7 separate regions of the Mus musculus genome follow, and regions 1, 2, 3, 4, 5 and 7 are each linked to region 6. A link is a contact called in public Hi-C, HiChIP or PLAC-seq and promoter capture Hi-C data. All regions are on one chromosome and are shown on one strand. Each heading gives the region's core, a stretch centred on a gene start, on an enhancer-like site or on the middle of the called end of the contact. The rest is flanking DNA. Distances are from core to core; before and after follow the strand shown. Region 1 overlaps Capn8 (calpain 8). Region 2 holds the start of Hhipl2 (hedgehog interacting protein-like 2). Region 3 overlaps Capn2 (calpain 2). Region 4 overlaps Trp53bp2 (transformation related protein 53 binding protein 2). Region 5 has its middle 21 kb from the start of Gm46248. Region 6 holds the start of Tlr5 (toll-like receptor 5). Region 7 holds the start of Capn2 (calpain 2).

What was found. Promoter capture Hi-C pulls out the DNA fragments that hold promoters and counts their contacts. Hi-C and Micro-C count contacts between places; a contact is called where the count stands out from the background. HiChIP or PLAC-seq counts read pairs in DNA pulled down with a chosen protein or histone mark.
Region 1: a promoter capture Hi-C map of hippocampal neurons shows a contact between it and region 6, with 5 times the contacts expected there. The contact joins the enhancer-like site here to the promoter of Tlr5 in region 6. A contact is called at or near these places in 6 of 39 promoter capture datasets (the C10 cell line, embryonic stem cells, hippocampal neurons and 2 more), 1 of 15 datasets of contacts at CTCF or cohesin (the NIH/3T3 cell line), 1 of 484 Hi-C or Micro-C datasets (nephron progenitors), 8 of 115 datasets of contacts at active chromatin or transcription factors (bone marrow-derived macrophages, cardiomyocytes, craniofacial prominence and 5 more) and 1 of 9 other capture datasets (embryonic stem cells).
Region 2: a promoter capture Hi-C map of embryonic stem cells shows a contact between it and region 6, with 7 times the contacts expected there. The contact joins the promoter of Hhipl2 here to the promoter of Tlr5 in region 6. A contact is called at or near these places in 1 of 39 promoter capture datasets (embryonic stem cells), 1 of 15 datasets of contacts at CTCF or cohesin (embryonic stem cells) and 5 of 115 datasets of contacts at active chromatin or transcription factors (all in embryonic stem cells).
Region 3: an H3K27ac HiChIP or PLAC-seq map of hepatocytes shows a contact between it and region 6, with 9 times the contacts expected there. The contact joins the enhancer-like site here to the promoter of Tlr5 in region 6. A contact is called at or near these places in 3 of 39 promoter capture datasets (hippocampal neurons, pre-B cells and second pharyngeal arch cranial neural crest), 3 of 484 Hi-C or Micro-C datasets (embryonic stem cells, myocytes and palatal mesenchyme) and 8 of 115 datasets of contacts at active chromatin or transcription factors (craniofacial prominence, differentiating embryonic stem cells, embryonic basal ganglia and 3 more).
Region 4: a contact with region 6 is called in a Hi-C map of liver, with 3 times the contacts expected there. The contact joins the enhancer-like site here to the promoter of Tlr5 in region 6. A contact is called at or near these places in 3 of 39 promoter capture datasets (embryonic stem cells, hippocampal neurons and liver) and 2 of 484 Hi-C or Micro-C datasets (liver and muscle stem cells).
Region 5: an H3K4me3 HiChIP or PLAC-seq map of forebrain shows a contact between it and region 6, with 5 times the contacts expected there. The contact joins the enhancer-like site here to the promoter of Tlr5 in region 6. A contact is called at or near these places in 7 of 39 promoter capture datasets (the C10 cell line, cranial neural crest, hippocampal neurons and 4 more), 6 of 15 datasets of contacts at CTCF or cohesin (CD8 T cells, the NIH/3T3 cell line, embryonic stem cells and 3 more), 108 of 484 Hi-C or Micro-C datasets (the AML12 cell line, the AtT-20 cell line, B cells and 67 more), 21 of 115 datasets of contacts at active chromatin or transcription factors (astrocytes, bone marrow-derived macrophages, craniofacial prominence and 14 more) and 4 of 9 other capture datasets (adipose tissue, embryonic stem cells, liver and 1 more).
Region 7: a promoter capture Hi-C map of embryonic stem cells shows a contact between it and region 6, with 42 times the contacts expected there. The contact joins the promoter of Capn2 here to the promoter of Tlr5 in region 6. A contact is called at or near these places in 4 of 39 promoter capture datasets (the 3T3-L1 cell line, cranial neural crest, embryonic stem cells and 1 more), 11 of 115 datasets of contacts at active chromatin or transcription factors (bone marrow-derived macrophages, cardiomyocytes, craniofacial prominence and 5 more) and 1 of 9 other capture datasets (adipose tissue).

Annotation. Positions count from the first base shown.
Region 1 is chr1:182,618,639-182,621,496 of GRCm38.p6, forward strand. Capn8 (calpain 8) reads left to right here. Exons shown (of 21, transcript NM_130890.2): 14 at 1,512-1,580. Among named protein-coding and RNA genes, the nearest start is that of Capn8, 55 kb to the left of the region's middle. Within about 2 kb of position 1,598, at least 6 of the 459 cell types and tissues checked have an H3K27ac peak or open chromatin away from gene starts, as enhancers often do.
Region 2 is chr1:183,416,898-183,419,820 of GRCm38.p6, forward strand. It overlaps Hhipl2 (hedgehog interacting protein-like 2), which reads left to right and starts at 1,573. Exons shown (of 9, transcript NM_030175.5): 1 at 1,573-1,932. The coding sequence starts at 1,615.
Region 3 is chr1:182,498,621-182,501,591 of GRCm38.p6, forward strand. The region is part of intron 2 of Capn2 (calpain 2); the gene reads right to left. Among named protein-coding and RNA genes, the nearest start is that of Capn2, 18 kb to the right of the region's middle. Within about 2 kb of position 1,266, at least 32 of the 459 cell types and tissues checked have an H3K27ac peak or open chromatin away from gene starts, as enhancers often do. A contact at or near this core is called in extraembryonic endoderm stem cells and hepatocytes, where this site is marked.
Region 4 is chr1:182,460,038-182,462,773 of GRCm38.p6, forward strand. It overlaps Trp53bp2 (transformation related protein 53 binding protein 2), which reads left to right. Exons shown (of 18, transcript NM_173378.2): 18 at 1,650-2,399. The coding sequence ends at 1,691. Among named protein-coding and RNA genes, the nearest start is that of Trp53bp2, 52 kb to the left of the region's middle. Within about 2 kb of position 1,429, at least 85 of the 459 cell types and tissues checked have an H3K27ac peak or open chromatin away from gene starts, as enhancers often do. A contact at or near this core is called in liver and muscle stem cells, where this site is marked.
Region 5 is chr1:182,538,127-182,541,040 of GRCm38.p6, forward strand. No RefSeq gene overlaps it. Among named protein-coding and RNA genes, the nearest start is that of Gm46248, 21 kb to the right of the region's middle. Within about 2 kb of position 1,390, at least 186 of the 459 cell types and tissues checked have an H3K27ac peak or open chromatin away from gene starts, as enhancers often do. A contact at or near this core is called in the AtT-20 cell line, the C2C12 cell line, CD8 T cells and 39 more, where this site is marked.
Region 6 is chr1:182,953,383-182,956,082 of GRCm38.p6, forward strand. It overlaps Tlr5 (toll-like receptor 5), which reads left to right and starts at 1,406. Exons shown (of 4, transcript NM_016928.3): 1 at 1,406-1,500.
Region 7 is chr1:182,516,155-182,519,145 of GRCm38.p6, forward strand. It overlaps Capn2 (calpain 2), which reads right to left and starts at 1,456. Exons shown (of 21, transcript NM_009794.4): 1 at 964-1,456. The coding sequence starts at 1,200.

The DNA.
Region 1 (2,858 bases), core at 348-2,847, 330 kb before region 6:
TCTGTGGTGTTACTTAATTTCCTGTTTCTCCATCTGTGAATAGCGATCTAGCGTCTAATAGTAATTAGCCGACCTCACAGCATGGTCCCACTAAGTGAGATAATTCATTTAATGTGCCTCACAGGCAGTAAGTAAGGAGAATACCATTCCTACGACAACGGTAACTTACAATTACAGCATCATTAGGCTATCCTGGGCTTTGTGTACTCATCCTAGCAACGGCTTTGATTCCTGGTAATTCTTCAGGCTAGCTGAGAATCTTTCTCTTTTTCATTCCTTCTTTCAATGATAGCGCGAGATGATTTGAATGTATTTGGTCAAAGGCGTTCATTGAATGGTTTGTAATTTTTGAAGGACTGGCATGCATTAGCTCTCATCTGATTTCAAAATGACCCATGAAACAACCCTAGGTAGTTTAATATTAGCATTAGAGAGTGGATGCTCAGAGTGCAGAGACAGGCTCCAGTAAGCAGCCCATCTGTAGTTCAGTTCCAGTCCTGTCTACTAGGCTCTGCCCCCTTAACACTCCCAATTCCCCTTATTCCCCCCATCTCTGGAAAGCTAAGAAATCACATATAAACATCTGCATATTTTTATATGATTTCTGGAGTTCAGATTCCTATGAGGTTGCTGGCAAAGTCCTTGGACATTCTCCATACTCACTCTGAGATTTCCCTGTATGTGTCTTGTTCTCTGAAAGTGATTCTGGGTTGAAATCAAACACTCAAGGCTCAGGGGCCCGAAGAAATGATGGTTTATCACCTGAGAGTGTATACGGCTCTTGCAGAGGACCCAAGGGTGGCTCCTAGGACCTGGGTAGGGTAGCTCACAACTGCCTGGAATTCCAACTCCTGGGGATCCAATACCTCTGGTCTCTATGGGCACCTACACTCATATGCATACACCCCTCCCCACACATATAGATAGGTAACATTAAAATAAGTCTTAAAAGTAGAAGTTGGGGTTGTAGAACTCAGAGAGGAGCTGTGCATAGAGAATGGCACCCTGCAGGACTGCCAGCCCTCTGTGTGGCTCCTTCCTTGCTGTCTGTATTGGTTACTTTTCTGCTGCTATAATAAAACACTGCAACCAAGGCAACTTGCAGGTGATTTATTTTGGCTCACGGTTCCAGAGGATACAGTCCATCATGGTAGGGAGGCATTGCATCAAAGAGCAGGCATGGCAGCAGGAGCAGGAAGCTGAGAGCTCAGGACTTTAAATGCACATCAAAGCAGAGAGAACGACGCACACAGGGAATGAGGGTTTTAATATCAAAGTCTACCTCCAATGACATACTCTCTCCATTAAGGCCACACCTCCTAAGCCACCCCAGACAGTGCCACCAACTAGGAAACAAGAGTTCAAGTACCTCAGACTATGTGGGACATTTTTCATGACCCCATATGTTGCCACTTAGCCCAAAGCCTGGCCCAGTACAGACTCTCCACAGTTACAAATGGGATTCTCCATAGTTCACGCCACAATTCCATCATCGGTACCCTCCCTTCCAGCCACATCCCCGTGACATGGATGGAGAAGATGAGCACTTCTGGAGCCTGTCTGAGGAGTTTGCGGACAAGGTGAGTGGAGGGCGGCTGCCTCTCAGCTGGGCAGTGAAAGGCTCGGGTCATGTTTGTCTGCACTCCCTCGGGTCTACAGGAGTACAGGAGGGCAAAGCCGCATACTCTGGGTCTCCAGCCTGTGTCTGTCACTTGTCATTTCATCCTGATGGAAGCCAGCAGGCTTTTCCTGTGTTTCTGGGAGAGAGAGAATAACTATTGTCCAGAGGCCACTTTTCTTCCTGCGTTGACTGACTTGAGAAAATGGAAGAGCCCAATCTCTGGGTCTTGCCCAAAGCCTTTCAGTTTGTAAATTGGTCCCTTCAGACAGGGCCTCTGAGTGGAAAGCCAGGGCAGTGTGACCTCTCTAAATCAATAGTCTTTAGAGGGGGAATTGGCCAGCAGCAGCGGGAGGTCACTCAGTTAACCTGCCCTGGGATTACAGACAAAGCCCGATGACTTGGGAGACCAGCAGTGCTCGCCCTGTGGAATCTGAGCCTGATTTGGGTGTGTGTATGACTGTGACTGTGGTCAGCGTATGCACAGCTGTCTCCCATTTCTTCTCCCTCTGCTCAGCTGTCCAAAGCTCACTTTGCCCCTGTCTCTTTTAGAGGTCATAAGTCTGAGCCCATCCAAAATTCAGTCTGTGCCCACTGGTCCCATAGTGACTGAGGACCCTTGATGGGTTATAAAGTGCTAAAAAAAAAAAAAAAAAAAAAAAAAAAAGCCCAAGAATTACTTTCTGTCTCCCCGGCACGCCCTACCCCATGGAAGCACCAACAGGCTTTCTAGACTTAAGAATGGAACGGAAGCCTAGCACAGTGGTCTGCCACCCCACGTAATTGGGGGGCTGAGGCTGGAAGATTGCATGATCTGGGAGTTCGAGGACGGGCTGGAATATATGGTGACTTCTCTGTCAGAGAGAGGGGGGTTGGAGAAGGATGGAAAAACATAAATTATATCAGAAAAGAACCCTTTGTACCAAAGCAAAGCAAACCTACAAGCACAGAATACATCAATTCGCTTCCCCAGTTGCTCAGACCAGTATTTTTCCCAACAGAGGCTTGTCTCCTCGGCTGCCGAAGGGGCATGTTTTATTTAGTACATTCAAAACCCCGGAGAAGAAACAGTGATTTTGAGGTAGATCTCTTCCCAAGCTTGTCTATTCTCTCTTGCGATGGGGAAAGGGCCTGCACACAAGTCGCCATCCACCTCCTTGCTGGAAGAGTGACAGAGGGTTTGGGAGCTGGTCCAAGGTCACAAGGCCTCATGAAGGTTACAGCCAAGGTCCCGTATGGA
Region 2 (2,923 bases), core at 323-2,822, 460 kb after region 6:
GGTTTCAGCACATCCCATTGGTGCCATAGGCCGGGAGCCAAGTTTTCCAATGTATGCGTTTTAGAGAATAGTCCACATCTAAACCACAACAGCTGAGGATGCAGGTGGGTGGTAGGATGTATGAGGCCCTGGGTTCAATCTTCACGAGCTCTCCTGGCCTGCTAGAGGCTGACTGCAGTGCCTGTGTACCGGCTGGTTTTGTGTGTCAACTTGACACAGGTTGGAGTTATCACAGAGAAAGGAGCTTCAGGTGAGGAAATGACTCCACGAGATCCAGCTGCAAGGCATTTTCTCAATTAGTGATCAAGGGGGAGGTCCCCTTGTGAGTGATGCCATCTCTGGGCTGGTAGTCTCGGTTCTATAAGAGAGCAGGCTGAGCAAGCCAGTGGAAGCAAGGCAGTATGTAACATCCCTCCATGGCCTCTGCATCAGCTCCTGCTTTCTGACCTGCTTGAGTTCCAGTCCTGACTTCCTTTGGTGATGAACAGCAGCGTGGAAGTATAAGCCGAATAAACCCTTTCCTCCTCAACTTGCTTCTTGGTCATGATGTCTGTGCAGGAATAGAAACCCTGACTAAGAGAGCCTGGGAGGGGGCTTCAGAGGGTGATTCTGTTCTGACTCTCACTGTGGGGACACAGTCATAAAAGTTCCTTGCTGGACACCGGACTTGCCCCCTGCTTGATTTTGAATTTCCCAGTCTCTAAACTGAGAGATAAGTTTCTACTATCTATAAGTTAACAAGTCTACAGTATTTTTGTTTTCTTCAGTGTGCTTTTGAGATAGGGTCTCATGTAGCCCAGACTGGCCTTGAACTTGTCTACAGTCAAGGATGACCTGGATCCTTTGACCTTCCTGTCTCTACTTCCCAAGGGCAGTTGAACACAGCACAGCCTGATTTGTGAGATACTGGGGAATCAAACCCAGGGCCTTATGCATGCTAGGCAAGCACTCTACCAGCTGAGCCCCATCCCAGTTTGTGATATTATTGCAGCAGAGTGAAGGGATTGAGGCGCCCTCCTTTCCTTGCTTGACTGCTTGTGTTTTTCTTGCTGGGGATGCGAGATTCATGACACTTCCTCCCATCCAGGCACACTCGGGACGGCTCTCCGTGACATGCTCCCAGACCCACACCAGCACTCTCTGTGCCCTTCTGCACTGCAGGAGCCTGGACATTTGCCTCGCGCAGAGTCTGCTGTCAGACATCTGTAATGTGTGCCGCTCAGCCTGCAGAAAAACAGTAAACAAGCGGGAATTTCCTGGCCTGCCCCCAACATGGCGGAAACTCTGTGCAATTTGAAGAATCCTAGCACCTCAGTCATTGATGCCAGCACACGGTTGACTAAGCACCCGCAGTCTCCCAAACCCTCAGCACTAGTGTCAAGACCTGCTCCAGCTTCACTTTTAGGTAAGGACACCTCTCCCTGATGTCACGAGGTATGCTTAGCCACCAGCACAGAGAAGGAACTTCACTGATGAACCACCTCATTGAACTGGGGCAGGATGTGAGGGAGAGAAAGAAGGAAGAGCAGTTGGGAGCGGGGGCGGGGGGGGGGGCACTGGGCAGACTGGGCAGGCCAACCCAGGAAGGAGCAGCAGAGAATTCCCAAGGTCCAAATGCTGGGAAAACATACTAGCCCACACACTGTTCCTGGTCATCGGGCCCCGTGGCTCTCTCCTGGCATTTTCTGCCTGGGCCTCCCGTTCTTGTTGGGCTGGGTGGGCCTGCTGCAGGGACACCCCCAGTGCTTGGATTATGGACCACCCTTCCGTCCTCCTCAGCACCTGGACTTTTGCTCTGACTATGACTCCTTCGGCTGCTGTGATCAGCGCAAAGACCGCCGCATCGCTGCCAGGTACTGGGACATCATGAGCTACTTTGACCTGAAGGCCCACGAGCTGTGTGGAGGTTACATTAAAGACATCCTTTGCCAGGTGGGTCTGAGTGTATGTAAGCCTAGGAAGAGGAGGAGGAGGAGAGGGAGCCAGTTTGGAAAAGCGATTTGTGGCTTTACAGTGTTTGGCTGAACAGTGAGGGATCCTGGAGTAGGACTCTTCTGCCAGGTGCCTCCCTGGAGAGCTGGAGGTGAGGGTGTGCCCTGGTTCTCCATACTCTTCCCTCTGGGCTTTTTCTCCAGACAACGAAGATTGAAAGAGGTGTTCATGGGGTTCTCAGTGCAGCTGCTCCGTCCTGCCTACAAGGACCAGAAAGCTGGGCACAGCATCCCTGTGGCATTTATGCATTGTGCAGTGGGCAGGGGTGGGGCGGGGAGGGGTTGTGACACCTGCTGAGAGGGTGTTTTGCCATGGGGGCTTTGGTTGTGACAGTGGTGGTGGCAGGGGTTGGGGTCCTGTCTGCAGAACTCCTAAGCTGGATGCAGAGAGCCTCAAGTTGCTGGGAGGAAATGACCCAGAGTTTCTCCTCTCCACGCTCAGCAGCAGCCAAAATCCACAGGCAGGAGGCGTCACCTTAGCTGAGCTGAGCTTGAACATTAGAAGGTACAGACTGCGCATGCGCACGCGCACGCACCAGTCTTCGGGAAGAGAGTCCAACTCGAGAAGCTTCTGCAGGAAAGCAGCACTCTAATGACGTGACAGACATCCTGGGGCATTTTAGTGCTAGTATGTGGCTGTCCCAGGGTATCTTTATCCCACCATGGCCACTGTTTTCAAACTCCTCAGCTCTATGCGTGGGTACAGACAGCCTAGGCAGGAATCAGTGCAGTAGCACTCAGAGGACAGACACCTGGGTGGCATCGCCTCGGGGCTGTGTTCTCAGGACAGGGCACCGTCCTTCAGGTGTTTCCTGGAAATTTAACTCTGAGATGAGCAAGGGGTGTGCATGTGTGCATGCGTGTGTGTGCGTGTTATGTGTGTGTGTGTGTGTGTGTGTGTGTGTGTGTGTGTGTATTGGCTCGAGGTCAGT
Region 3 (2,971 bases), core at 16-2,515, 450 kb before region 6:
TAAAGAGCAAAAGGCCAAGCTTACTAGAAAAATAAAGATACAGTTAATAGAAAAGGGAAAACTGGTGTGTGTGTGTGTGTGTGTGTGTGTGTGTGTGTGTGTGTGTGTGTGTGTTCATGCGTGTGCATACATAGTAACGGGAAGCTGTGTCTGTGCCTGGGTATGTGTGTTTTCATGTGTGTGCATTTACATGAGAGCAGAAGGCTCTGTCTTCTGTATATATTTGTGTGTGCACATGTGTGTGTATGTATGCGCTATGTGACATACACAAGAATGTATGTGTGTGTGTGCATACAAGAGAGCAGAGAGTTCATGTGTGTGCATATGCACAAGAGCAGGAGAGTGTGCCTGTGTGTGTGTTATGTGTATACACAAGAGCAGAAGGCTGTGTATGTGTGTGCAGTGCAGTCTCAGGTGCCGTCCTTTCTGCGTTTTGAGGCAGGCTTTCTCACTGGACTACTTAGGCTAGGCTGGCTGGTGAGGGAGCCACAGACCCTCTCTCCCCTCAGCCCAGGGCTACCTGCTACAGTGAACACAGACCCTCTGTACCCTCAGCCCAGGGCTACCTGCTACAGTGAAGCGCCCTTGACTGTACTTATGCTTTTCTCTCTGGGTTGGGGCTCCCTCTTCCTTCTGGACATTTCTCTTTCTCTATTAAGTTAAGGTCTGCAATTCTGTAACTCAGGCTGACCTAAAACTCACTAATAGTCTAGACTGGTCTCAAATTTACAGCAATCCTCCTGCCTCAGCCTCCCAAGTGCCGAGATTACAGTTGTCTAGCATCTGTGTGGCTCTGGAATGCATTTCCTTTATAGCTGCTTGGTTTTCTTTAAAGCTATCATGTTTGCACTGTCTGTATTTACACTGCTGGCTGTGTACCCTGGGAATGGAGAGGCACATGTATATATAAATTCTGCCTTGGCTGCTGTACAACTGTGACAGACCATCTCTAGTCTGTCTTTCTTGCCCGGAGAGCCTCATACTGGCTTCTGTCCAGCACCCGGGACAAGGGCAGGGACAAGGGTCAGAGACAGGTCACTGTAGCACTTATCGCTCATGAGAGTCCCCAAGGCTGTGCCTCCCCAGGGTGGGAGCTGGCAGCTGTTGACCATGTCCATGCTTAGCCCGGAGGTTACTGAGCCGCCTGTGACCACTGTCTACAGAATGCCAATCTGTCACCCAGGCTGCCTCACATCATCCCGGATGACACCAAAACTTCAGATTGAGCCCCAGAGGCCTCCTGTGTCCTGTCATCTACTCCCACTGGACTTTGTTTCTGTGACAAAACAGAGATAGAATATCTCCATCCAAATAGAGAGACCAGACTTGGGCTACACATATTTACTTTAGGATTATAAAACTCTGAGGTAAAATGACTGACAGTTTGAGGAAGGTGGGGGAGGCGGGGTTCTCGAGTCTAGAACCAGCACTGAAAGGACATTACTGTGGCCAGGGGAGTGGCCGAGGGTCTCACAGCCAGCCTGGCCCCCTTCATCTTTTACCTGGGGACACACTAAAAAATTCTGACTTCCTGTGGTGCAGTCCTCCAGGGTTCCCATCCAGGGTGTGTCTTGCTGCAGGCAGAGTTCATGCCTCTTGCCCGAGACCTGGCCTCCTCTGTTCTGTTTCTAGTTTTTCACTTCTCTGGCATGTTCCACACACCTGTTTGTCTTCCAGGACCAGAAGGCACCATAAGCCTCATCACCACGCCTCCAGACTCTTCAGACTCTAGGTTCTTTATCCTCTCAGCCCCCTGTAGCTTCGGCTCACTTTGTTCCTTGGCCCAGGCTCTCCCTTCCTGTGGCCTTTCCTTCCCTGGGTGTGACCCGCCCTTCTCACATTGTCCTAGGCACCACTCTGTCCCATCGGCTAAACAGGAGGCAAACAAAACAGACATGACAGTTGCCCACTGAGTCCATGACCCAGGAGCCTTGGACACTAAGGCTGGAGGGGCAGCAGTCACTTTGGGCAGGGACACTGGCCCAGCCTGGGTGGTGAGAAACTAAGCCAGAGAGACCCAGTTGGCCCACTGGAGGCCGACGGATACACACAAATGTGGTTAGAAATCTAGGTCTGGCCCTGATGCTGCTGCCGCTTAACAATGGGTGAACTTTGCCGCCTTTCTTTTCATCCCGTGCAAGCCTTAGTCACCTTTGGCAGTTTTGTTCTGGGAGGTGTGAAGCTGGCAGAGGGCTTGGGGAGGAGGGGCAGGGATTGCCACTGAGGTGGGAGTGAGAGAGGGAGGGGACAGTGCTGTGCCATAGCTCTGTCTCACGATTCTGGACAAGTCTTTGGCAGTGCTTCCAAAGTTGCAGAAAGTGCTGCTGTCCAAACAAAGGGACCGGATCATGGAAGTCAAGGTCAATATGGAGGTCAAGGTCAACACAGAGGTCAAGGTCAATATGGAGGTCAAGGTCAGCCCTGAGGTCAAAGTTAACATGGAGGTCAAGGCCAGCACTGAGGTCAAGGTCAGCAATGGCATTAAGCTCAACACAGAGGTCAAGGTCAACACTGAAGTCAGGGTCCATGTGGAGGTCAAGGTCAGCACTGAGGTCGAGGTCAATGTGGAGGTCAAGGCCGGCACTGAGGTCAAAGCCATGTTTGCATAATTGCTTAAGAGCCAAGAGGGGCTCCTACAGGGAAAGCCCCACTCCCTGTTTCACTAGACCAAATTTTCAGGGGAAATCTAGTTTCTCTTTACACCAACTAGGCTGGGCCCTGGACCTGAGAATCACAGGCCCTCTGGGGTCCCTTCTCTTCTTGGTTCCCTGACAGAGAACAAAGTTGCAAGGGTCTCCGGAGCCGGCCTCTTCCTGTTCCTGAATCTGTGGTTATGCTATGGGTTTCTTTCCGATGTGTTCTCCCAGAGACTCCTGCCTTGTCAGACCAGCATCTACTTCTTGATGTATCTATTCCTCAACTAATCAGTGATATTCTCTCTAGTCTGGGGTACCTGAGAAGACCTTTTATC
Region 4 (2,736 bases), core at 179-2,678, 490 kb before region 6:
TTTATTGTAAAATAACTGCTGAGCCATCTCTCCAGCCTCCTAATGCTCTGATCTCTCAGGAGCTGCTCAGATGAGTTCCTCTTCTCCCCTCCCCCATGTCTGTGAGTGGGATGAGACAGGGCTTGGCCATGTAGCCGAGGCTAGCCTCAGACTGAACCCTCCTGCCTTCCAAGTGCTAGGTTTACAGGTATGTCTCACCGACCTACCTCATTTGTTGGGAATTATTAACTAATTGGACATATTTGTGGTATGAAGCATGACTTTTTAATCATTTTTAAAACAGAGGGGGCGGGGGGAGAGTTTTCATGTGCCACAGTAATTGTGTGAAGTCAGAAGACATTTTTGGGAGTTGAGATTGCGATCCACTGAAGACGCCTGGCAGGCAGCGTCAGCTGCTGAACATCCCGCCTGCTCCTTCCTTGCCACCCTAACCCGAGTTTACAATAATGGCTGATTTATAAAATGGCTCAGTCAAGCTAGTAACCTGTGTAACCTGACAAAGCGGACCTTTAATTCTGTGATGGAAATAAAATCTGTTAGCGAGTTTTCAATTAGTATGTATGGTTTTAACTATTAATTCCTATGGTGTACAACAGACTGCTATTAAGTTGAATTTTCTAGTGAAGAGAATGGTTAATGAGATGGAGGATTATTCTGAGGGGGAAGCAGTCAGTCAGAGACAGGGTTGCGCTCTCAGAAGGTTTTGAAATTAACAGACAGGGATAAAGGTTGTAATTTTAGTCCTAAACTTAGAACTCCTAGTTCCCTGGTGCTCTCTTCTATAAACGTGTGCTGTATGTGTCATGTTTTAGTATCTTCTGAGTATTAAAAAATAAAGGAAATTTCACAATGTGGAATATTTAGACAGGCTCAGCCTGGAATCTGCAAAGGGCTTTGACAAATGTCTTTTCTCAGCTGAAACTGACTCTTAAATAAACACACCACCTCTTTTGTTTTCTTGTCCCTAGGAGACGAAGGGGAGGGTTTGTTTAGCTTGATGGTGAAATTCTAGTTTGACTTGCTCTGGGCCTCCAGACAGAGCCCTGCAGCCCTCACATAGCCTCCCCTCGCTCTTGTTAGGGAAAGCACAGGCCAGCAGAATCCCAAAGCATTTCATGTCTTCCGAAGTCCACTGATTCAGGCATTTGTCCTGATAGGCTCAGGTTCCACCCACAGTGCCATGTCCTGTAAATAAGGTTGAAAAAGTGTGGCTTACATATGTGGTTCCAGTACTTAGGAGTGTGAGGCAAGAGGATTGTAAGGCTAACCTGGGCTACCTTGAAAGACCCTGCCTTAAAAAAAAAAAACAAACAACGACTTTTGCCCGTCATGATGGGTTTCCAGATTCTGGAGCACACAGCAATTTACAAGTAGTCTTCAGCGTTTGGCTTCCCTGGGCTGCAGTGTGGTTGAGCAAACTGCAAGTTGAGTTCGTGCCTGGAGTCTGTGTCACGGCTCTGTGGTGCTGTTCCAGCTGCTGGGCCCTCGATGTGATCAGTGCAGATTCACTTCCTGCTTCCACAGCTCAGTGCCTTCCCGAGTTGGTTTCCTGTGTCAGCTTCCTTGCCCCTCTTCCTGTACTTATTGAAATATTGTAAAACTTCCATACATATGCCACATGTAAATCTTTTTTTAAAATTCTCTTGCAGCTATACCCAAGAATTAAACCAAGACAAAGGAGCTTGGCCTGAAACTTGAGTTAATGAAGAATTAATGAGCTAGAAGAAATACTATGATTATCCAGGAAAAAAAAATCAGAAGGCTTACTTTAATGACAGTATAGCTCAGAAGCAATGAAGAATGTGCCGTGGAAGAAAATGAAGGACCGAAGGACTCGGCGTGAGCAGAGGCATTGCTGCTGAGCCCGCACCACCCTGGCTGGCAGAATGCTCATGGCGGCGCAGCATAGGAGGCAGCCATCTGGCTTTGTCAAGAAATGGGACCATTTGCTGGACTGTGGGAAAATCAGTTTCTTGTCCTGTGTAGGGTGATTTTGGCACTGTTCCCATTCCGCTGACCTGCCAGAAAGGACCTGTGCCATCTGGCACCATCTCCAACTGCCCCTGAGCACCAGCAGGCTTTGGGATCCCCGGCGGGTGCTGTACACTTGTGTGTTATCAGTGAAGAACTGTTAGCTGCTTGTCAGTGAGCAGTAACTATTGTATGAGTTATTGTAGCATTTAAGAATTATGCGTATATTTGAAATACTGAAATTAAACTACACTACCTAATCTAAAGTAGATTTAGAATCTTGTTTTTAGATTGAATTTGAATCTATATTTATTGTCTTTTTGTATCTTGGAAATTAGAGATTTGTTATAGATTTACCTGTATTTGTCAAGATCATAGCTGGTTTTAAAAATGATTGTAATAAAATTAAACTTTATGACTCCAAGCTATTTCCTGGTTTTCCTTTTAATGTTATACACAGCTTTGGTTATGGGGCATAAGCCATTGGGCTACCTACTGCACAGCTGAGAAATAGTGAACTGCTTGATCCAACAGTCGGGCACTGTGGGAAAACTTCCTGACAGTCGTGTGATTGAGAAGTGGTTCTTAATTACAGATATGCATCTCTGCAGTTTACAAGGCTGAATGGCTAGAGTACTGTGCTTTTAAGAGACTGGGGTGAGGGTGTGTGTGCTATGTACCTGTTTCCTCATGGAGGCTGGAAGTGAATGTGGGATACCTTGGAGCTGGGGTTAAAATGGTTGGTGAACTACCTGATGTCTGTGA
Region 5 (2,914 bases), core at 140-2,639, 420 kb before region 6:
TGGGTTGGAAGTCGATTTTATTCTATATTAGGATGGCTACTCCAGCTTGTTTCTTTGGACCATTTGCTTGAAAAATTGTTTTCCAGCCTTTTACTCTGAGGTAGTGTCTGTCTTTGTCTCTGACATGTGTTTCCTGTATGCAGCAAAATGTTGGGTCCTGTTTACGTAGCCAGTCTGTTTGTCTGTCTTTTTATTGGGGAATTGAGTCCATTGATATTAAGAGATATTAAAGAAAAGTAATTATTGCTTCCTGTTATTTTTGTTGTTACAGTTGGGGTTTTGCTCTTGCAGAAGGACCATGCAGAGACTGCCCTATTCAGGGATCCGTTACATAATCAACCACCAAACGCAGACACTATTGCATATGCCAGCAAGTTTTGCCGACAGGACCCTGATGTAGCTGACTCTAGTGAGGCTATGCCAGTGCCTGACAAATATAGAAGTGGATGCTCACAGTCATCTATTGAATGGAACACATGGCTCCCAATGGAGGAGCTAGAGAAAGTACCCAAGGAGCTGAAGGGGTCTATAACCCTATAGGAGGAACAACAATATGAACTAACCAGTATCCCCTGAGCTCATGTCTCTAGCTGCATATGAAGCAGAAGATGGCCTAATCGGCCATCATTGGGAGGAGAGGCCCTTGGTCTTACAAAAATTATATGCCCCAATACAGGGGAATACCTGGGCCAGAAAGCAGGAATGGGTGGGTTGGAGAGCAGGGTTGGGGGGAGGTATAAGGGACTTTTGGGATAGCATTTGAGTTGTAAATGAAGAAAATATCTTTTTAAAAAAAAAAGTACTCAGAAGTACTCAGGAGGTTCAGGAGCCGGACCAAAGTTTGGTCACACAAAGAATCTTTGTGTAGGTGCTGGTGGAGGCCAGAGGCGAACCTTGCAGGTACACAGAGGCCAAAGAGTGTATGATGTGGTGACCTGTGACAGTGTATCAAAGGGAAGGAGCCTGTGTGATAGGTGTGGTTGGAGAGGGATCAATATAGACCCTGTCACAGGAGAGCCAAGGGCATGGAGATGCACCCCTGGGAGCAAAGCTCTGGCCAGAAGCAATCTCCTACACCCCCAGCCCAGCTGACTCCCTCTCCTGCAGACCTGGGAAGGACTTGGGTTTCTTGATGACAATGACACCCTGCATCTTCCCCACCCCCCACTCCCCACGCCAACACCCACCTCCTATTCCCTCACAATGGCACCCAGCGCTCTCATCCCAGTCACACTGACAGCTGTCAGGAGAGAACTTCTGTCTTTACTCTTGTGTGGAGCTCAGACGGTTTCTTTGAGTACAGACAACTGCAAAGTTCCCTGAGATTGCCTGAGCAAACATGAATCCTCTAAATACCCAAACCGTGCAGGGACCAGTCGGTGGTGGATGATGTCACAACCAGTCAGAAAGGACAAAATGGCGGCTGCAAAGGCCTCTTTGATGTTTCGTTGGCTCCACCGTGTGGCAAAATATAGTAATGTTATTTCAAGAAAAAAATTAAGTCAGCAGTACAGAAAAGAAATCTCTACCTAAAAGGCCTTTCCAGCATAAGCAATTAAAATTAGCAAAGTGCACTGGTGTATTTATCAATATTCAGATTTCAAAGCCCTCTGGCTGATACCAACTCCTTCACAATATGTATGTAATATCTGTCTCTGTTATTCATGCATTTACCAATTGTCCATCATAGCCGATCTATGTATGTATGTGTATGTATCTATAATCAATTTATCATCTATCTATGTGTCTGTCTATAATCTTACTATTATATATCTATAATCTATTTGTATCATCATCTATCTACAATCTATTATTCATATTTCTATCATCTATCATTATCTATGTATCTATCATCTATCATCACAATCTACTCATCTACCTAATTATCTGTCTATCTATCTATCTATCTATCATTCATCTACCATCTCTCTATCAATCAATTATAGCCTATCAATAATCTATCATTATCTATCATCTATTATATCTGTCTATAGTCTATCACAATCTACCTATTATCTATCATTTATCTATCATCTCTCACTCACTGTCTCTATCATTTATCTACCATTTATCTATCTGTTATCTCTTACACTCTTTCTATCCTCTATTATCTACCTATAATCTGTCTACCTCTACTTTTAACATGCACACAGGAATCTGCCTCTAAGAACCCTTCGTTTTGTGTTTGTCCCTGCTGGCTGAGGCTTGGGGACTGTGGTAGGCTGAGTAACAGCTTCCTGAAGATGACCACACCCTAATTTCCCAAAGCTGCACTGTGGTACTTTGTAGGGTAAAAAGGAGGCCAGGAAGTGAAGCGATGCGAGGCAGAGGCAGTCCATAAACCACAGTATGCAGTCAGTGTCTAAACACAGAGGGTGGCAAGTGCATGAACTCCTGCATGCAGGGGAGCTCTGGATGTAATCTAGTGAGGTTGACTGGGACCCTTCAGCTCTTGAGCCACTCCATTTGTCACTGCAGCCGTAAGAAAGTCATGCAGCAGGAGGGTGCCACTCCGTATGGAGCCTGGGAGGCCGAACCGTAACTACTTTCCCTATGCTTTGGGGATTGGTTCTCAGGCACATCACTCAGGACATGGCTGTGGAGCAAGTTCTCAGCAAAGGGAGTGGAAAGACGATTTCTTTGTGGGATGCTGGCGTGACCTTTGGGGTCCACTGCTACAAATAGCCGAAGATGGATGAGTCTGTCCAGTGTCTGATGTCTGGCAAGTTTAGGATCATCACTCCGGAGCCTCTGGATCCCTCTATGTCTTATTATTTTCTGTCTTAAAGGTTTCAATTTTCACATGTTAATTATACACCAGACTTTTATTATTGCATGTTCATGTGTTTTGATTGTGTGACCCCATGACTACCCTCTCTGGTCTTCCCTCACTCTGCAGATCCCCTTCTTCCCA
Region 6 (2,700 bases), core at 156-2,655:
TCACATGGGCTTCAAGCTGCCAGCCGAGGAGGGAGCTGAGAAGACTGTATAATGAGATCTTCCTTGGTAATTAAGTGCTGGGCTTTGTTTTAACCTATCTCTCCTGCCCTGCTTGATCATATCACCTAGCTGTCAGGCCACGCTGGAGAGTGTGAATCAACCTGGGATTACACCCCAGCTGCAAGAGGCAGCTGTCAGCTTTTGCCCAACCTCCATGCGACCCCAGTCTTACTGCAGACTGTGACACTTCTGTCCTTGAACTGGGTTTCACCCCCAGAAAGCGACTGACTTCGCCACCTTCCTATACAAATCCCTTCCTTTTAACACTCCTGCAGCAGCAGGCTCCTGACTTTTCTTTCCTTCAGCATGTCCCTTTCCAGAAAGCAGATCAACTCTCAACCCCACAACACCCCGCCCCCTCCTCCTAGGAGCAGGTGGAGGGTGGGAAGGAAAAGGGAAGTGAAGCCAGAAGGGCTCACAGGCCGGAAAGCTCTTGCGTTCTCTGAGGGAAATCACAACTTCCTTCCCTGGCCTTCAGTCACAGGCAGTAGCCTTTGCTGATCCAAATCTGACCTTCAGATATTTAGTATGGGGCAGGGGGTATAGTGCTTGTGGAAGCATGAGGACCAGAGTTCAATCCCTAACACACAAGTAAAGTCCACAGGCATGGTGATGGTACCTGCCTGTAACCCCAGTGCTGGGGAGGTAGAGCATCCAGTATCCCTGGGGCTTGTTAACCAGCTTAGCATTTTTGGTGAGTTCCAGGCCAGTGGGAGATCCTGTCTCAATAACTCAATAAACAAGATAGACAGCTCCTGATGAATGATGTGCATGTGTGGGCGTGTACACACACACACACACACACACACACACACACACACACACACACCTTCAATAGTTAAAATAGAAGGCGTAGCCAAGTAGTAGAGGGCAAAATGACAGCCAGCTTCACCCCTCAGCATCATATCTTCAAGATTTGGCACAGATCAAAGAGCACAGGCAAGAACAGAAGTAACTGCCCCGATCAGGACTTGCTGCGCTGGCCGTGTGTACAGTGCATCAGGATAGGATCTAGGCCGCCTTCCCTGGGTCAGTGCAGGCCTATGTTATCTCGATGGACAGTTAGGGGTAGCTACAAAAATCACAACAGGCCCTCTGCCTCCTGTGCTGGGCTCCATGATAGCCAATACCTACCGTCTGCCCCAGCTCTACTTTCTTTCCTACCTCAGTTACAAGGTCATTGCAGCAGAGATAGAGGTCTCCTCCCTGGCAAGAAAGCAGAGAGGTACCTAGGCTGAGGTACTTTGCCCAGAACTCAGAAAAGACAAGCATGGTCCACAGAGAAAGCCTGATCAAGAGTTGTGGGCGGGGCTCCAGCAGCGGGCGGTGTTTCCCTCTCCTCCCCGCTCTCCTGCTTTCCCGAGCCCAGCGGCAGCTTTGGTGCCTGGAGCCGAGTGAGGTCAGTCCTGGAGCCTGTGTTGTGGGAATCCCGCTTGGGAGGTGAGAGCCTTGTAGTTGCAAGGGGTCCAGCAGGGGGTTCCCTGAGACCGGAAGGGGCCCGGGACGTTGCTGGACACGTTAGTGCCCCCGCCCCTCTCTCTTCCTCCTGGCTTCGTCCTGAACCCTTTCAACTCTCTTTCCTGCCTGTGCTCTCTGCCACTCAGTGCCACGGAAACTGGGGTCCCTCGGCCCAGCGAGCTGAGAGTAAGCAGAGTGCCCAGCGGGACAATTCTAGGATTGACAAGTCACTTGCATGCTGGCTTTGGGACAAGGTTCCCTAGTTCTCTCTTCTGGCTTTCACCTTTGGCCCCACCCTCTGGAAGAGACAGGTATTTAACGCGCGCGGAGTCCGTTCTCTTGCTGTCTTCCTTGGAAAGAGGAAGTCGACAGTCACCATCAATTGAGCTATGGACACCTTAAAAAGACACTGCAGTCAGTGAAGTCCTTGGACACCCTCCGGGGCAGGGAGAAGTAGGGCAGCTGGCCCCGAGGCTGTGAAGAAAGAACTCCATCAGCCTTTGGCAATTACAGCCATTACAGTCATGGCTCTGCTCCGTAAACCACCACGGCTGGAATAGTGGTTGTTTCCTGAAGTGGGGTGGTTGGTTGTCTTGGGAGAGAGAAAGTCTCCCCAGGAAGGCTGCTGAGACCTTGAGGAATGGGAATGCATGGGGATTGCTTTCTCCCATTGGTGGGCTAGCCTTGTAATTAGCTAGTGTCTGGAACACGGCAGTCTAGCGCTGTGCGGCATGGGCCTGCAGCTTAACCGCAGGGCCTTTTATGAAGTGTTATTGAGGGTTAACCCCCTCAAGCACATGAACAATGCATTCCTCCTGTCCCGTACCTGGAAGGGGGTGTGGATGCTGACCTGCCACTGTCACACACATGTGGCTTGGTCTCTTTCCTCTGCCTTTCCTCAGAGGACACAACTCTGAATAGTTTGTTCAAGGTGTGTAGATCTTGACTCTGTTCACCTTATTCTTTGGGGGCAGAAACCAATCGTGAGGAACATCCAGCATGCTATGCAGTCAGGAGGGAACCCTGGGTTCTGCTATGCTAAATGCTTAGCCTTTCACATTGTGGTAGGATTCTTGGGGTGCCCCCGACGAGGGGTCCAGGCCAACGTTAATGATGGGGCGGTACAAGAAGAGTCCCTATTATAGTAATCAGGATGACTTAGTTCATTCATATGGGCTTGAT
Region 7 (2,991 bases), core at 206-2,705, 440 kb before region 6:
ATTTTATATGGTGCTTGGGATAGAACCCAGGGCTTCATGCATGCTAAGTAAAGACTACCAACTGAGCTATACCCCCGCTAGTCTCTGGTACTTTCAGACTAGACTCAGTAACAAAAGCAGCCTGGGGGAACCAAGAGGATAGAAGCAGGGTATGAATGTCCATTGTCCTAACAGGAATCTAGAAGTTTAGACTTCCTCTCAGTTCCTGGGAAAAGTCAAGTGAGGGTCCCATGGGCATCCACTGGCGATTGAAACCACAAGGGAACGGGAAGGGCTTAAGGGCAGAGACTCTGAGGGTTAGGACAGGAGTATCTAGGAGTTGAGCAGAGGTTTCCGGGTGAGGACTCTAGGTCAGCAAAATAATGAGTAACAGAATCATTGGAGCCCATCGATTCTTTAAGCTACCCTTCAGTTCTTTAAGTTAAAGAGTCCTCTAACTGCACTTTGAGAGCCAGACAAAACCCACGCTGGATAAATACATGTACTTGCATTTACAAGTGCCACATGTACTTGTGACCACCTTTGTCAGCCAGAGCCAGGCTGTGCCCACCCCTTGCCCCCACCCACCCAGCAGTCCCGAGTCTTCTATCCTACTCTGATATCCCCACCCCCACCCCTACTGCCGAGCAGTGTCTCCACCCTCACTCAGATCACCACTAGAGTCCAGTAAAAGTTTCACCCCAGCGGCCCTGTGTCCCTGCGGCTTTGTGAAGCCGAAGGCAGCCTCCAGGGCGTGTCCACTAATGGGATTTGGGGTCCTGTCCTGCGAAGCGCTCTGCGCGCAGCTTGGGGCAGGTCCACTGGCTGGGCCTCAGTCTGCATAGGGAGTCCCCTTAGCAGCAATCGCGGAGCACTACTAAGCAGGGACTACCGAGCCGGGGAGCCAGGGACTTGCAGCCTCCCGGAACCCCGAGTGCCCTTCCAGGCCCTGCCGGCCCTGCCTGTTCCCCTCGCGCTTCCTACCGTGGGCCGCTTCCATTCGATGCCCCGAGTTTTGCTGGAGTAGGGCCCCAACTCCTTATAGCCCAAGGATGACGGCAGGGCGGGGAAGGAAGGATCCTGGAAGAGCGCCCCGGCCTCCAGGCACTCGTTCCGCAGCGTCTCGTAGTCCTGGTTGAGGTACTTGATGGCTCTCTCATGCGACCCCAGCCCCTCGGCCGCTTCGCGGTCCTTGGCCAGCTTTATCGCGATGCCCGCCATGGTAGCGATCCGGTTGGCGCACTGCACGGAGAAAGGGGTCGCGGAGAGGCGGGGCACGGCACTCGGCTGGGGCGCGGCCGGGCCCGGGGCGCTGCAGCGGACTGCGGGAGCCGCTGCTGCGGGGATGATTCACCGGCGGGAAGCGCCTGGGCCGTGCGCGGGGTGTGGCCTCCGCCTCCCCAGGCCTGCTCGGCGCCGGGCTCCGGACGCGGCTCGCCGGCGACCTGCACAGTGCCAGCCCGACCGTGAGGACTACGGGGCCGATGCTGCCACCTTCGGACGGCTCTCGGGATGGCGCGGCCCGGTGGGGAGGGCGAGCGGGGGGTGTTGGGGGGACGACAATCGCAAGTTGGGGAGCGAAGTTGTCAAACCCCAGCCATTGGGGAGTAAGGCTGGGCGAAACTCAGCAATGACTGTCCAGAAAACATCGGATGAGTCAGGAGCGGATGAGGGAGGGAGCGCGGCGACTAAGCCAGTTGCCACTCATTGGGCTCAGGATCGAAAGAGAGCTCTGCAGGCTCTGGGCACACATGTTACCTACCACCCCCAAATTTGTGAGAAATGGCTACTGGTGTGTCCATCTTACAGATGAGAAACTGAGCTCCAAAGAAGTTCAAAGATGTAACCCCTACAAATTAAAGCAAGACAGGAATTTTAGGGTCCCAGGGCCTCTGCAGTTACTTATTTGTGCATAAGTAGGGCTGTACAATTTGACAAAAACAAAAAACAAAAAAACAAAAAAACAAAACAAAACAATCCATGCTTGTTAAATCTAAATTTCAAGAAAAGGGGCTGGGGGATTGTGTGGTTTTAGCATACGTAGCCCTCAAATATCACCCGAGGCAAACCTGTGTTAGAATAATAATGTGATGCTTATCTAAAACTCAGATTTACCTGGGATGATTTATTGAGTTGCTGCTGGGACACCATTTAGAACAGAGCCCCTGTTGGTGGCCTGTACCACCGCTCTGTCCAATGAAAGTTTTCGCTGCCACTCACACACACAGAACTGGGCGGGCTTGTGCTATGAATGGTTTAAAGCACGGGTTCTCAACTGGAAGCAACCCGCACGCACCAATGTGACCCTAAAGGTTTTTGACCCTAACTGCAGACTTTCCTCATATTGTCACAACTGGGACAAAGGAGGCTCCTGGCCTCTACTGGGTGGAAGCCAGGTGCTACTAAAGGATGGTCGGGCGGAGGGCATCCCTCTACAGAGAGAACAGGAAGAAAAGTGCAGTCTGAAAGATCTCTGTGCCAGGCTGAGAAACCCTGGTTTGAACCTCATCTTGGTTCAGCATTGATGGTTTCTGAGATAGTTTGTAACTCTGTCAGTTGCAGGAAATTGTAGCAACTTGAAATATCAGTGATATGCAAATGACTGTTCCTGGAAGAATCAAAGTGTCTGTCTCCCTGTGGCAAAGCCAGGGCTTGTCTGTTGATACTGCTACCTCACTATTCTCTCCTGGGCATGGCAGGTGTCTGGGATCTTCCCCCACTTCCCTTTTGAATCCTGAGCCCAGAAAAAATCAGGGTGGGGCCAAAGGAAATCAGATGGTGGGAAAAAATGAACAGCTTCCGGAAAAGAGCCATGAAGCTTAGAAACCACCATGCTGCAAACAAATGCTGGCTGTCGAGCATGGTAGCCCATGTCTTTAAATCCCAACACTTAACATGAAGTGCCTGACGGGCCGCGCCCAGAAGGTTCTACCCAGCAGTAAGCTGGATACATACATGCTAAGGGGAGGCAGGGATGGGGGCAGATCTCCATGAATTCCAGGCCAGCCTGGT